2 separate regions of the Salmo salar genome follow, and region 2 is linked to region 1. Evidence: chromatin contacts called from public Hi-C data. All regions are on one chromosome and are shown on one strand. The core of a region is the stretch at or near the end of the contact, and the rest is flanking DNA. Distances in the headings are between cores, read along the strand shown.

What was found. A called contact is a pair of places that touch in the nucleus more often than the background predicts.
Region 2: a Hi-C map of blood shows a contact between it and region 1, with 4 times the contacts expected there. The contact joins the enhancer-like site here to the promoter of LOC106571204 in region 1. A contact is called at or near these places in 2 of 3 Hi-C or Micro-C datasets (blood and gill).

What each region holds. Positions count from the first base shown.
Region 1 is chrssa15:29,014,747-29,020,520 of Ssal_v3.1, reverse strand. LOC106571204 (serine/threonine-protein phosphatase 2A 56 kDa regulatory subunit alpha isoform) reads right to left here and starts at 2,550. Exons shown (of 13, transcript XM_014143986.2): 1 at 1,384-2,550. The coding sequence starts at 1,528. dtl (denticleless E3 ubiquitin protein ligase homolog (Drosophila)) reads right to left here. Exons shown (of 15, transcript XM_014143985.2): 12 at 5,651-5,740; 13 at 5,150-5,288; 14 at 4,170-4,860; 15 at 2,716-4,003. The coding sequence ends at 4,190.
Region 2 is chrssa15:29,071,971-29,077,744 of Ssal_v3.1, reverse strand. The region is part of intron 2 of LOC106571204 (serine/threonine-protein phosphatase 2A 56 kDa regulatory subunit alpha isoform); the gene reads right to left. Among protein-coding and RNA genes, the nearest start is that of opn8c, 41 kb to the left of the region's middle. Within about 2 kb of position 2,939, at least 2 of the 13 cell types and tissues checked have an H3K27ac peak or open chromatin away from gene starts, as enhancers often do.

The DNA.
Region 1 (5,774 bases), core at 1,301-3,800:
CAGTTACGAATTCGAACTGCAGTTAAGTCAAGACCCTGGTGAGGACGACGAGCATGCAGATGAGCTTCCCTGAGACGGTTTCTGACAGTTGTGCAATCCTACAGTTTCATCAGCTGTCCGGGTGGCTAGTCTCAGACAATTCCGCAGGTGAAGAAGCCAGATGTGGAGGTCCTGGGCTGGCTTGGTTACACTTGGTTTGTGGTTGTGAGGCTGGTTGGATGTACTGCCAAATTCTCTAAAACAGCGCTGAAGCCGGCTTATGGTAAAGAATTGAACATAACATTATCTGGCAACAGCTCTGGTGGACATTCCTGCAGTCAGCATGCCAATTGCACACTCCCTCAAAACTTGAGACATCTGTGGATTGTTGTGACAACAATAGAGCGGCCTTTTATTGTCCCCAGCACAAGGTGATCATGCCGTTTAATCATCTTCTTGAGATGCCACACCTGTCAGGTGGATGGATTATCTTGGCAAAGGAGAGGCTCACTAACAGTGATGTAAACAAATTTGTGCACAACATTTGAGAGAAATACGCTTTTTGTACATATGGAACATTACGGGGATATTTTATTTCAGCTCATGAAACATGGGACCAACACTTTACATGTTGGTTTTACATGTTGCGTTTATATTTTTGTTCAGTATAGATCAGACAGGCTACATTACAGTTCTCCTGGCTGCCAAGGTGTACAAAACATCACTCTCCAGCTAGGATGAAATTCTCAGAACGCAACATTTCATTGATATGCAGGCTTCTCCTTACCAAAACAAACAATATAAAGTTAATGTAGTAGGCCTATGTTTACAGAGAGCTCTGTAGTTTTCATGGATTCAATACATAAATTAATGCATGTGTCTGGCCTTGGCCCACATGTCTTGTACAGGAAAATAACCAACAACTATCCAGGTGCGTCGTGACTAGTAGTACTGTACAAAATATATAGCTGTCAAAAGAGCAATTACCATGCATAACAACGGTGCTATTTCTGAGTGGAGAAATTGACAGGCAGTGATGGAGATTTCACACCAGCTAAAACGTAGGCTGTGCACAATATACACAAAAGTATCAGCAATTAGATCAATTCTCATTCTCTCGATGTAGCCTACTTTGCCAGGATTGCACTTCAGTCCTCCTTGTGAGCATACATCACAGCTGGGTGCCAAAGAACAGAGGCTGAAAATGCAACTGTCATTAGCTACCCGTTTCATTGACCAACATTTTTATCTCTGTACAGATCGTCTGACTGTACAGATTGGTAGAATATAGTCAATGTCCGACTACGTCAGGTATTGATCACGTTTGCTAGAGTAAACGTGAAGTGTCAACACCCTCACCCTTTCACTTGAGACTATTTCAGGCAGCATTTTTTATTTTCTTACCTTTGAGCTGCGGCAAGGGTGAAAGCTCGGTAAAAGTTTGAGTTCGGAACTGGGACGACCCTTGAGATTTCTTCTGTTTCTGGGCCTTCCTCATTGATTTTCGCGTGAACCCGTCCACTTTCTCAGACGCAGAGATAGCCGACATTTTGAAGCATCAACTGTATCGTAAAAATATTTTTGGACATGTGCACCAACGACAGATTTAGGGTTTCCACAAGTGGGCTATGTCTCCCAGCCCAGGAGCATCAAAATCTTCTGCAACTTCAAATAATGGCGTAAACAGCAAACTTTTAAAAACACCTTATGCTTGTTTGATCCACTGAAGTTTGTTAGTTAATCAGTTTCCACGTAAAGCCCGCATTTTCGTCCCGCTTGTTGAGTCCAGCGAGCTGTTTTGAAAACTAGCTAGCGTTAGCTAACGCTACGCGTATCAACAAGCCAGCCAACTCATGACAGATTTATGAGAAAACGTATCTAGGTTAACGTTAGCTAATAGACTGACAGCAGAAACACTGCCTAAATAAATTGCTGGGTATATTTAACTTGTAATTTCTGCAATATAGCAACCTGTTGCTATAATTGTCATTTTTATAGCTAACCAGCTAACGTTAGCTACTTCAGAGAGAACACTTATGCTAACTAGCATAAAACTAGCTGTCAGTGCTAGCTTTTTAAATGACAGACAAAAAATGCTAATGCTAGACAGCTGGCTGCTTGGCTAACGTTAGCTACCTAGCTAGCTGCTTCGTTAAAACGTACCGTTACCTAGATAATATGAACGTTTACAATTTAAAGCGAACTGTCATGATGAAATTCATACTATTTTCCACAAGAAAAATAAATATTGTATTCCGTGTCTTCTAGCAGCAGTTGGCTTTGTCAAAATGAAAAACAGTCTGGACGAATGAAGTCTGGCAACCACGAACTACTCAGTAACGTTCGTATATCGGAAGAACCACGGCGCCAATGGAGTCATGTTCAGCACTTTCCCGTATCCATTTAGTCGGAAATATCGAGTTGCGCTGAACACACCGATAATCACTTTTTACTGGTGCTCGGACGTCAATAATAACTTTTTCGATTTATTAGATAACACAATTCCATGTAAAAAGCCGCCACACTGCAAACTCGGTGCAACCATTAACAGCTTTATGAGTACATCGTTGTCGGGTTGCATTGCGTGACAAAAGCGTACGTCTTTGACAGACAACTGCAGTGGCCAACCAAAATGTTGAAACAGGCATGCTCGTACCTTTTTTTTTTTAACCAATTGAATTCGACTAAGACCGGGCTCTAAACCATGTGACAATATGCACAGAAAACAAATAGCAGTAAATTGGCAACTGGAAACTTTTATAAATAGGCAGGATACTGTGTCCATATAAACACAAATTGTTAATATTGTCATTTCAGGCAAGTGATTCTTTTGAAGCCAGGCACAGGTTGCAATTACATCAGTTACTATATTTATCCATCAGGAGGATACACTAACATCCAATTAATGTCACCTATATTTGCAGCAGAGATCCAACAGTGTGGTGTGACGTTAAAAAGACTGTTTAACCCCACAATCATGTGATCCTCTGAATGTAAGCGCCCAGCACTAGTAGCATGCTAACCTTTGCACATGTGATCACATGCAGAGAGCAGAAGAAAATGTTCTCATGGAGGCACTAGCTCAGACATCCATGTTTCAGACAGACATAAAAGAATGTTGCAGGTTGACAGGACTACAACCTATCATGCATTCTTAGTCTCCTTTCAGTAAAAATTCTCATTGTGTATGTGAAGACAGGATTAACACAGTGCAAACACATGTCAAGTTACAACAACAGAAGTGGAAAGTATACTGGAAAAACAGGTTGGAGACCAGTGTCAGCAACCTTTGAACAGCATTGCATGGGCTGTGAACTGTTATAATGTAGTACTAACAACACTAACTCACCCAAAGTTTGGTTTTAATGTACTTTTCTAAGTATTGTCATGTCTAGGGACTTGCTTTCTGCATTATCATCTAAATATTTTGTAGGGAAATCTGACATTAGACTTTACTAATGGTCATTTTAGTCTCATGCCCTTTGTGAATACTCATGACTTAAAGTGTGATATGGTAGTGACACAGCTAATTATTCAGAATGGGGAACCAAGACTGGAATTCATACTTGTGCAGACATAAATGGTGTAGGGTGAAGTTGCCCCTAGATGCATTTAATGGTTAAGGTTAGGATTGGTGGAGGGGAAGCGGATCATTGTAGACAAAGTTTACGTACAAAATAAAGACGTGAGAACAGGAATCTCTTGTAAGTTTGTCTTCTATGTTGAGTGGACAACTCATTGTAAGGATCCTCAAAAATGGGTGCAATATTGGGTATATTAAGGTTAAGAATCAACCCTCATATATTTAAAAAGATTTCTCTATGTTGAACAGTGATCCAAATTAAAATACATATATAGGAAATATATATATTTTTTGTTACAAATATAAATAATGTCTCTCTGAATCAGCACTGAGAACCATTTCATTCCAAGCTGATCACTCCCGAGTCCTTCGCTGGAACTAGGAAGATATTTTCTTAATGGATTTCGGTGAGCGCATTGCCCAGGAGGGAGAGGACATTGCCTGGGAGAAGGAAGGAACAGGAGAAAGGTAAATGATAACGGTTTCCTGGTTATACAGTAAGAGACATCAATGTTTTTTCTACATTGGGAACACCATGTGTTATCATATGAAAAACACGTCCAAGAGATAGCGCAAATCCTGTTAAGAACATCAGTAGACTTCATACATTTCTGGTCAACTTGTAACTTAGGATCTTGTGTATACCGGTGAGGTCGGTATCCTGCCATCTTGCCTCTTGGGGGCACTGGTGCTTCTGGGAGTGCTGCTGGGTTTTCCCACACCTTTCCTCAGCTTCTGGCTCATTGCTGACAACCAGTCTGCCCCTTCTGGAGAGCTGTTCTCCTTATCTGCCTGTGTGGCTGGGACAGGCCTCTGGTCCTCCACCTGGAGGTCTGCTTTTCCCCAGGCCTCGCTCCTCTCTGTGCCCGCATGAGGTGGCTCCTGGTTAGGGCAGCACACTGCTGCTGGTCCCCGGCTCCTCTTGGCTGCGGGGTAGAGCCCTGTGATGCAGTCACAGTCCCCCGCCGCCCCACTGTCACCATTCTCCAGCCGGCGCTCGGCCGTCCTCTCCGAGGAAAGGGTAAGGAGGGGACAGGGGCTACGCACCTTGCGGAGAGGAGGGGTGATCTGTTCTCCGGGAGGCCGGGCAAACCAGTTCCTGATGGAGGGCGTTTTCTGACATATGAGGGTGGCCCTGGCGCCATGGGCCTGAAGGGGGGAGGCGGCGGTGGTGTTGGAGGCGAGAGGCAGGTCTGCTCCTCTGGGGGCGCAGGCAGCAGGCTGGGGGGAGGCCAGGGCCCCCAGACGCCTTGGCCGGGGACTCTTGGCTGGGGTGCACTCCGCCTGGTTCAAAGGCACTGAGAGAGAAACAGAGTTTTAGTTTCAATCAAGAGTTCAGCTTGTTCAAGAATCATTGGAGATAGTCATCTTTGTTATGGTTGGCAATATACAGGCTATACAGACTAGTAAACGCATTTGAGGATGGTAACCACCGTAATGGATATGGAATTTTAGATACTGCCAATCCTCATCAGGCCATTTTAGTAAAGAAGAACCATGTACTATCCAATTCTTTAATTGACTGGAATGTAAAACATTTAATGGACCCCCTCTCTACTGATAGATAGCAGCAGTAGTGGTACTCACTTGGACTGGGCATGGTGGTGGCAGGTTTAGGACATGCCCAGCCCACCAGATTGTCCTTTCCGACAGAAGACTTTGCTCTATCCGTACCCCGGTCCAGACGCCAGATCCGTACGGTGTCGTCATCAGAGCAGGAAGCGATCTGCCAAGACAGAACATGAGATTACACAGGGCCCCAACCTGCACTTCTCCTGGCCTGGTTAAACCAGACTGAATGATGCACTCATCATTGTTTCAATGGTGAACACAGCTTTTAGTCTGGTCTACCCAGGCTACCAAGCTGCACCTCCACCTCCAGACCACTTCAACTACCACAATTCTGTTTTATGGCAAAATAATAATATTTAGAATGAGCAGATCAAACTGAAAACATTTTCTCCAGGGACAGAACGGATATAAAGGCAGCTTAAAGGGTATCTTTCCTGGCCGCTGCAGGATGAGTGTTCTCAAACTCATCTGAAATCACACTGGCTATGTGAACACAGACCAAACCTGAGATCTCACCTTTGTGAAATCTGTGGGGCACCATGCTATGGAGGTCACTTGCTGGCGGTGGCCCTGAAGCATCATGGGAGGCTGTTTTGGGTCGGCGATCTGAAATCGGAATATAAGTTGGTAAGACACTAAT
Region 2 (5,774 bases), core at 1,690-4,189, 57 kb before region 1:
ACGCCGGGGGCATGGGTAGGGTAGGGCCTGAACGCCGGGGCATGGGTAGGGTTGGGCCTGAACGCCGGGGGCATGGGTAGGGTTGGCCCTGAACGCCGGGGGCATGGGTAGGGTTGGGCCTGAACGCCGGGGGCATGGGTAGGGTAGGGCCTGAACGCCGGGGGCATGGGTAGGGTAGGGCCTGAACGCCGGGGGCATGGGTAGGGTAGGGCCTGAACGCCGGGGGCATGGGTAGGGTAGGGCCTGAACGCCGGGGGCATGGGTAGGGTAGGGCCTGAACGCCGGGGCATGGGTAGGGTAGGGCCTGAACGCCGGGGGCATGGGTAGGGTAGGGCCTGAACGCCGGGGGCATGGGTAGGGTTGGCCCTGAACGCCGGGGGCATGGGTAGGGTAGGGCCTGAACGCCGGGGGCATGGGTAGGGTAGGGCCTGAACGCCGGGGGCATGGGTAGGGTAGGGCCTGAACGTCGGGGGCATGGGTAGGGTAGGGCCTGAACGTCGGGGGCATGGGTAGGGTAGGGCCTGAACGCCGGGGGCATGGGTAGGGTAGGGCCTGAACGCCGGGGGCATGGGTAGGGTAGGGCCTGAACGTCGGGGGCATGGGTAGGGTAGGGCCTGAACGTCGGGGGCATGGGTAGGGATTAAAATTCATGCCTGTGCAGGCCTCTAGATGTCCTTCCCCACGCTAGCGGACATTACTTTTCCCATTGAGGATGGCCTTTAAGTGTTTCACATCAATTCAGCAATCAACACAGCATTATGGTACCACTACCAGAACAGACATGACGTAAACTACATTGCAGAATAACTAGCCCACTAGGGCTTTATAGAGAAATGAAGATATCTAGGAAATTAGTAGTGAGTGACCAGGTTGCATATCAATAGGTTATACTAACTTTTAATCAAAACAAAGACAGAAAATGAATGACAATTTCAGCTACTATCTTTTTCCCAATGTAGATGAGTACAGCTTGCACTGCAGCTGGGAAATAGAGGGATGCTTCCCTTGCATATAGGGAGATGAAAGCTGCGAGTCTCCTATCATTGTATTAATACCCAGAGAACAGTAGCAGTTTTCTCCACTAATATGCTGAGTGAGGGACGATAAGTAGGCTGTTATCTGCTGTGCGGGTGCTTTACCATGAACACAGTCACAGAACAATCCAAACATACAGGGAGGGTTGAAGGAGAGAAGAGGCTCTCCTCAAAATCTTGGGACTGAAAGACAAGTTTCTGTTGAAAAACTACAAACAACGGACAGGCCTAATCGAATGTAGTCTAGAATGCATGGAAACAGTTTTATTGTATTGTTCAGTCTGCTCTAAAATATCCGACATATAAAGAAGGCCTGACTAACACACTCACAGAACGGTTTAAATTCTGCATTCAAATTTAGGTACCACAAATAAAAGAGATTACTCACAGTGCCTTCAGAAAGTATTCACACTTAAAATGGATTTAACTGACATGTTGTGTCAATGGTCTACACACAATACCCCCATAATGTCAAAGTGTAATGATGTTTTAGAAATGTTTACAAACAAATGAAAAATTAAAAGCTGAAATGTCTTCAGTCAATAAGTATTCAACCCTTTTGTTATGACAAGCCTAAATAAGTTCAGGAGTAAAAAAATGCTTAACAAGTCACATAATAAGTTGCATGGACTCTGATTTGAGTATTTTATGTAATCATTGACCCCAAAAAATGTACAATTAAATCCATTTTAATCCCACTTTGAAACAACAAATTGTGCAAAAAAAACTGTTGTGAATAGTTTCTGAAGGCACTGTAGGAAGAGTTCAACTATTGTACGAACTAAAGACCAGCCTGTTCACAGAGGTAACCCAACCCCTACAACCCGGAGTAGTGTGTGTGTGTGTGTGTGTGTGTGTTCATGCGTCTGTGTGTTAAAGTGAATTTGCGAGGCCTGTAGGCTGTTTCACACAACAACAAAAAGCACAAAAAAATCTGTTGCATTCTGAAAACGCAAGTGTATTGACCATGACATAACATTTCAAGTTCCAACTTTTAATAGACTCGCTGCAGTTATCCGAAGCGTCTCATCAACCCTCCAAATCACTTGTACTCTATCTGCCGGTCTGTGAGGAGGGTGTATGTGGCGGGAGTCTCAGTCAGTGGCATTTGGAAGGTGTTCCCAGCACACGCTCAGCTCACAGCGCATGCTGTGGTCCTACTCGTGTACAGTGTTTGAGCTGAAAGGGGATTCAGCTGCCAGAACCAAATTCTGACCCAAGAAATGCTCCTGCATAGGCACTGATCACCTAGAGATACTAATGACAATTTAAAAAATGGGGGCACTGGAGTCCTGAAATGTTTACTTTGCTCGGGCATGCACCCTTTATGACAAGGAGAAAATAGAGCGCAAAGGAGGGAGATGAGAACTTATGTTGACAACTTTTTGTTATGCGGATGTTTTCACACTGGTTTGTTTGCTGAAGTTCGAACCACAGTTTGATTATTTGTTACATTGTGGTTATAATTAAAAATGTAAAATAATGAAATGAATCAGATGCGTGTGGCGAGCGTGTCATTTTTCCAACGCTCCTATTGTGTTTGTATTTCATCAACAGTGTTGAGTAGGCTACAAGCATATTACGGCTATAATATCGTTCAGACTACAAATGATTGTTGCATGTGATTATAATGACATAGGGTAAAGAAAAGGAAGTATTCACATAGCACTGTCTTGAACTGACCTGCATTTTCCTGCATTCTAGAACACTGAGTGGAGCCATGTATTTATTGTCTGTTTGTTTAATTAAAAGGTGAAATCTATTCTTTTTTTTTTTTTTTAAGATTTTTGTAGGGTCTGTGTTTTGAAAATGCAGAATTTTGAAAGCTAACGTGACCCAGGAGAGCAAATCATATTCATGCTGTGCTGCATAAACACAACTGGCAGTAATTTACAGAGGGGGCGTAGGACAACTTCCTCTTTACTTGATTATGACTAAGCATGTTTCAATATTTTATAATTACCATGGCGAAGGGTAGAGAATAATAGAATCAAAACGGAGGGGGGCAAAGATAAATCCATTAAGGATTCTGCATCAGCCACATCTCCCAATTACAATTCTGTGCTGGAGACTCGGTTTGGAGGCAGGTCATCACCACCACCATCACTGCAGCAGAGGTTTATTTTTAGCAGGGGAGGAATTGGAGTGACACACACGACGACAGAGAGGCTGGCAAGAGTGCTACCATTCTGCACTGTGTGTGTGTGTGTGTGTGTGTGTGTGTGTGTGTGTGTGTGTTGACAACACCCAATTACCTATTGTCAGTTTGACAAGCCACACAGCTCTAAAGGGGTGACGAAGGAGTAAAACATTCTTCAGCTGACAGTAACGCAACTTTTGAGATGCCGAAGAGCTTGCTGCTACTTACTATACCATTTCCTTAGAGTTTAATTGACTATAAAATTAGCCTTGCGACAGGCTCCCAGAGTGCACGGTACACACACTACAAAGATGACGCCATATGTAATTAGCTGGAGCTAACTAACAGCTTGGGTCGCTTTGATCTCCTTGGTGTAAAGAACGCTTTAGAGTCTTCCTTTCACTGGCTGAGGTTTCTAAAGCAACGGGGTGCTGTTGGACACTGTCTTGCATCTCACTGCCTTGGTGGAGGAGGTGGGTGGATGTTAGAGAGAGACAGTGTGCATGTGTGTGTTGGAAACATATATTTTTATTCATGGAAATTGACAGAGACCATCAGGAGAAGAAGAGACATTGGGAAGAGGGAGGGAGGAAGGGAATGGGGGAGACTAATGACTCAGACCACTGGTGTTCAAACAAGCAGCCTGTCACACATCCCTGCCACTCTCACACACAGATAGTGTGTTAAACAATAGCATGGGGGAGTAGATGGAAAATTGTTGGAAGTATGTACTGGAATTACTTTTGAATTGTTTAGCTACTTCGAGAATAACTATGTATGTGCTAAGCCTTTCCTTCACCCAAGTTCATGTCTCATTCAGAATGAAAGCTGCTCAATCTAATGACACTGTAGTGCTGTGCCTAAGAGAGTCGTCTTGAAGACAGGCCTTTAAGTGGTATTCAGGGTGGTATTGCATTTCCTGTCCGTTACTTCAAGGAACCTACTCCACCTCAATAACACCTCTCTGGGTCCCTGGATGGTCTACAGGTGCAGCCCTGCCTCGCCCCGCCGTCTCTGTGTAGTTCCATTCAGGGTTTAATCTGGCCAGATCTCATTAGGTGTGGGGCCGCTCTGCCATGGATACGGGATAAGACGACAGACAACCCACTACAGCCGGTGACAAAGCCTTTTATCTGCAGCTACGACGCTCCATTCACCTCTCTAAGGTGTTCAAGGAGGACTGGACCTTAACCGACAGCCTCAATTAGGGACACCCAACACCAAACTGAGTAAACTAACAGACAGAAAGAAAGAGAAAAATACACATTGGACAATAACTTTGTATTGAACAATCAAATCCTGCTTGGGTTTGTAAAGTGGAGAGTGGGGGACACAGGTCCGAGGCTAGTAAAACTAGGACAAATTGTTCAACTCTTTTTCTAGACTATATGGTTTTCCCTTAACTGATGTAATCTGTGTATGATGTGATTTCATGTGTTAGATGAGAGTAGCTAACACAGTTTCATATCACTGCTTTGGGTGCGTTCTCTTCACCACCCTGTGCTGAACATGCCCAGCTGATCCTAAACAAGCCAGTGAAACAGTGAAATAGTTTTTTTCCTGGGCTCACTCAGAGGCATATTGCTCTAGTCTGGTATAACGCAGCTGATTGGCTGCTGGTGGTGTCACATGGGCCACATTCCAGGGAGGGCTGCCAGGCGGGACATAAAGCAACAGTGTGATACTCATCCTGCCCTGACGCCGAATACCTCAAGACTACTGCCCGGGGCTGATAACAACCACTGCGACACACAGACACATACTAGCACTATTAGCTCTGTTCTGTAGCACTATTAGCTCTGTAGCACTATTAGCTCTGTTCTGTAGCACTATTAGCTCTGTTCTGTAGCACTATTAGCTCTGTTCTGATTAGCTCTGTTCTGTAGCACTATTAGCTCTGTTCTGTAGCACTATTAGCTCTGTAGCACTATTAGCTCAGTTCTGTAGCACCATTAGCACTATTAGCTCAGTTCTGTAGCACTATTAGCTCAGTAACACTATTAGCTCTGTAGCACTATTAGCTCAGTTCTGTAGCACTATTAGCTCTGTCGCACTACTAGCTCTGTCGCACTATTAGCTCTGTAGCACTATTAGCTCTGTAGCACTATTAGCTCTGTAGCACTATTAGCTCTGTAGCACTATTAGCTCTGTAGCACTATTAGTCCAGCTCTGTAGCACTATTAGCTCTGTAGCACTATTAGTTCAGCTCTGTAGCACTATTAGTTCAGCTCTGTAGCACTATTAGCTCTGTAGCACTATTAGCTCAGTTCTGTAGCCCTATTAGCTCTGTAGCACTAATAGTTCAGTTCTGTAGCACTATTAGCTCTGTAGCACTATTAGTTCAGTTCTGTAGCACTATTAGTTCAGTTCTGTAGCACTATTAGCTCATTCTTGCTGTGCTTCTGTAGCAGCATTATAATGTTATAATGTAGCTGTATAATCATTTATGTACTGTAACATCAGCCACTTTTCAATTTCCAGAAGAAATACCTGCATATTTTTTTAAAATTCATATATGATTGTGTTAGTCTGAAAATAGAGTGTCATACCATGAATGTACTTTGATTACCCCGCATGGATGTGACTATTATTATTATTTC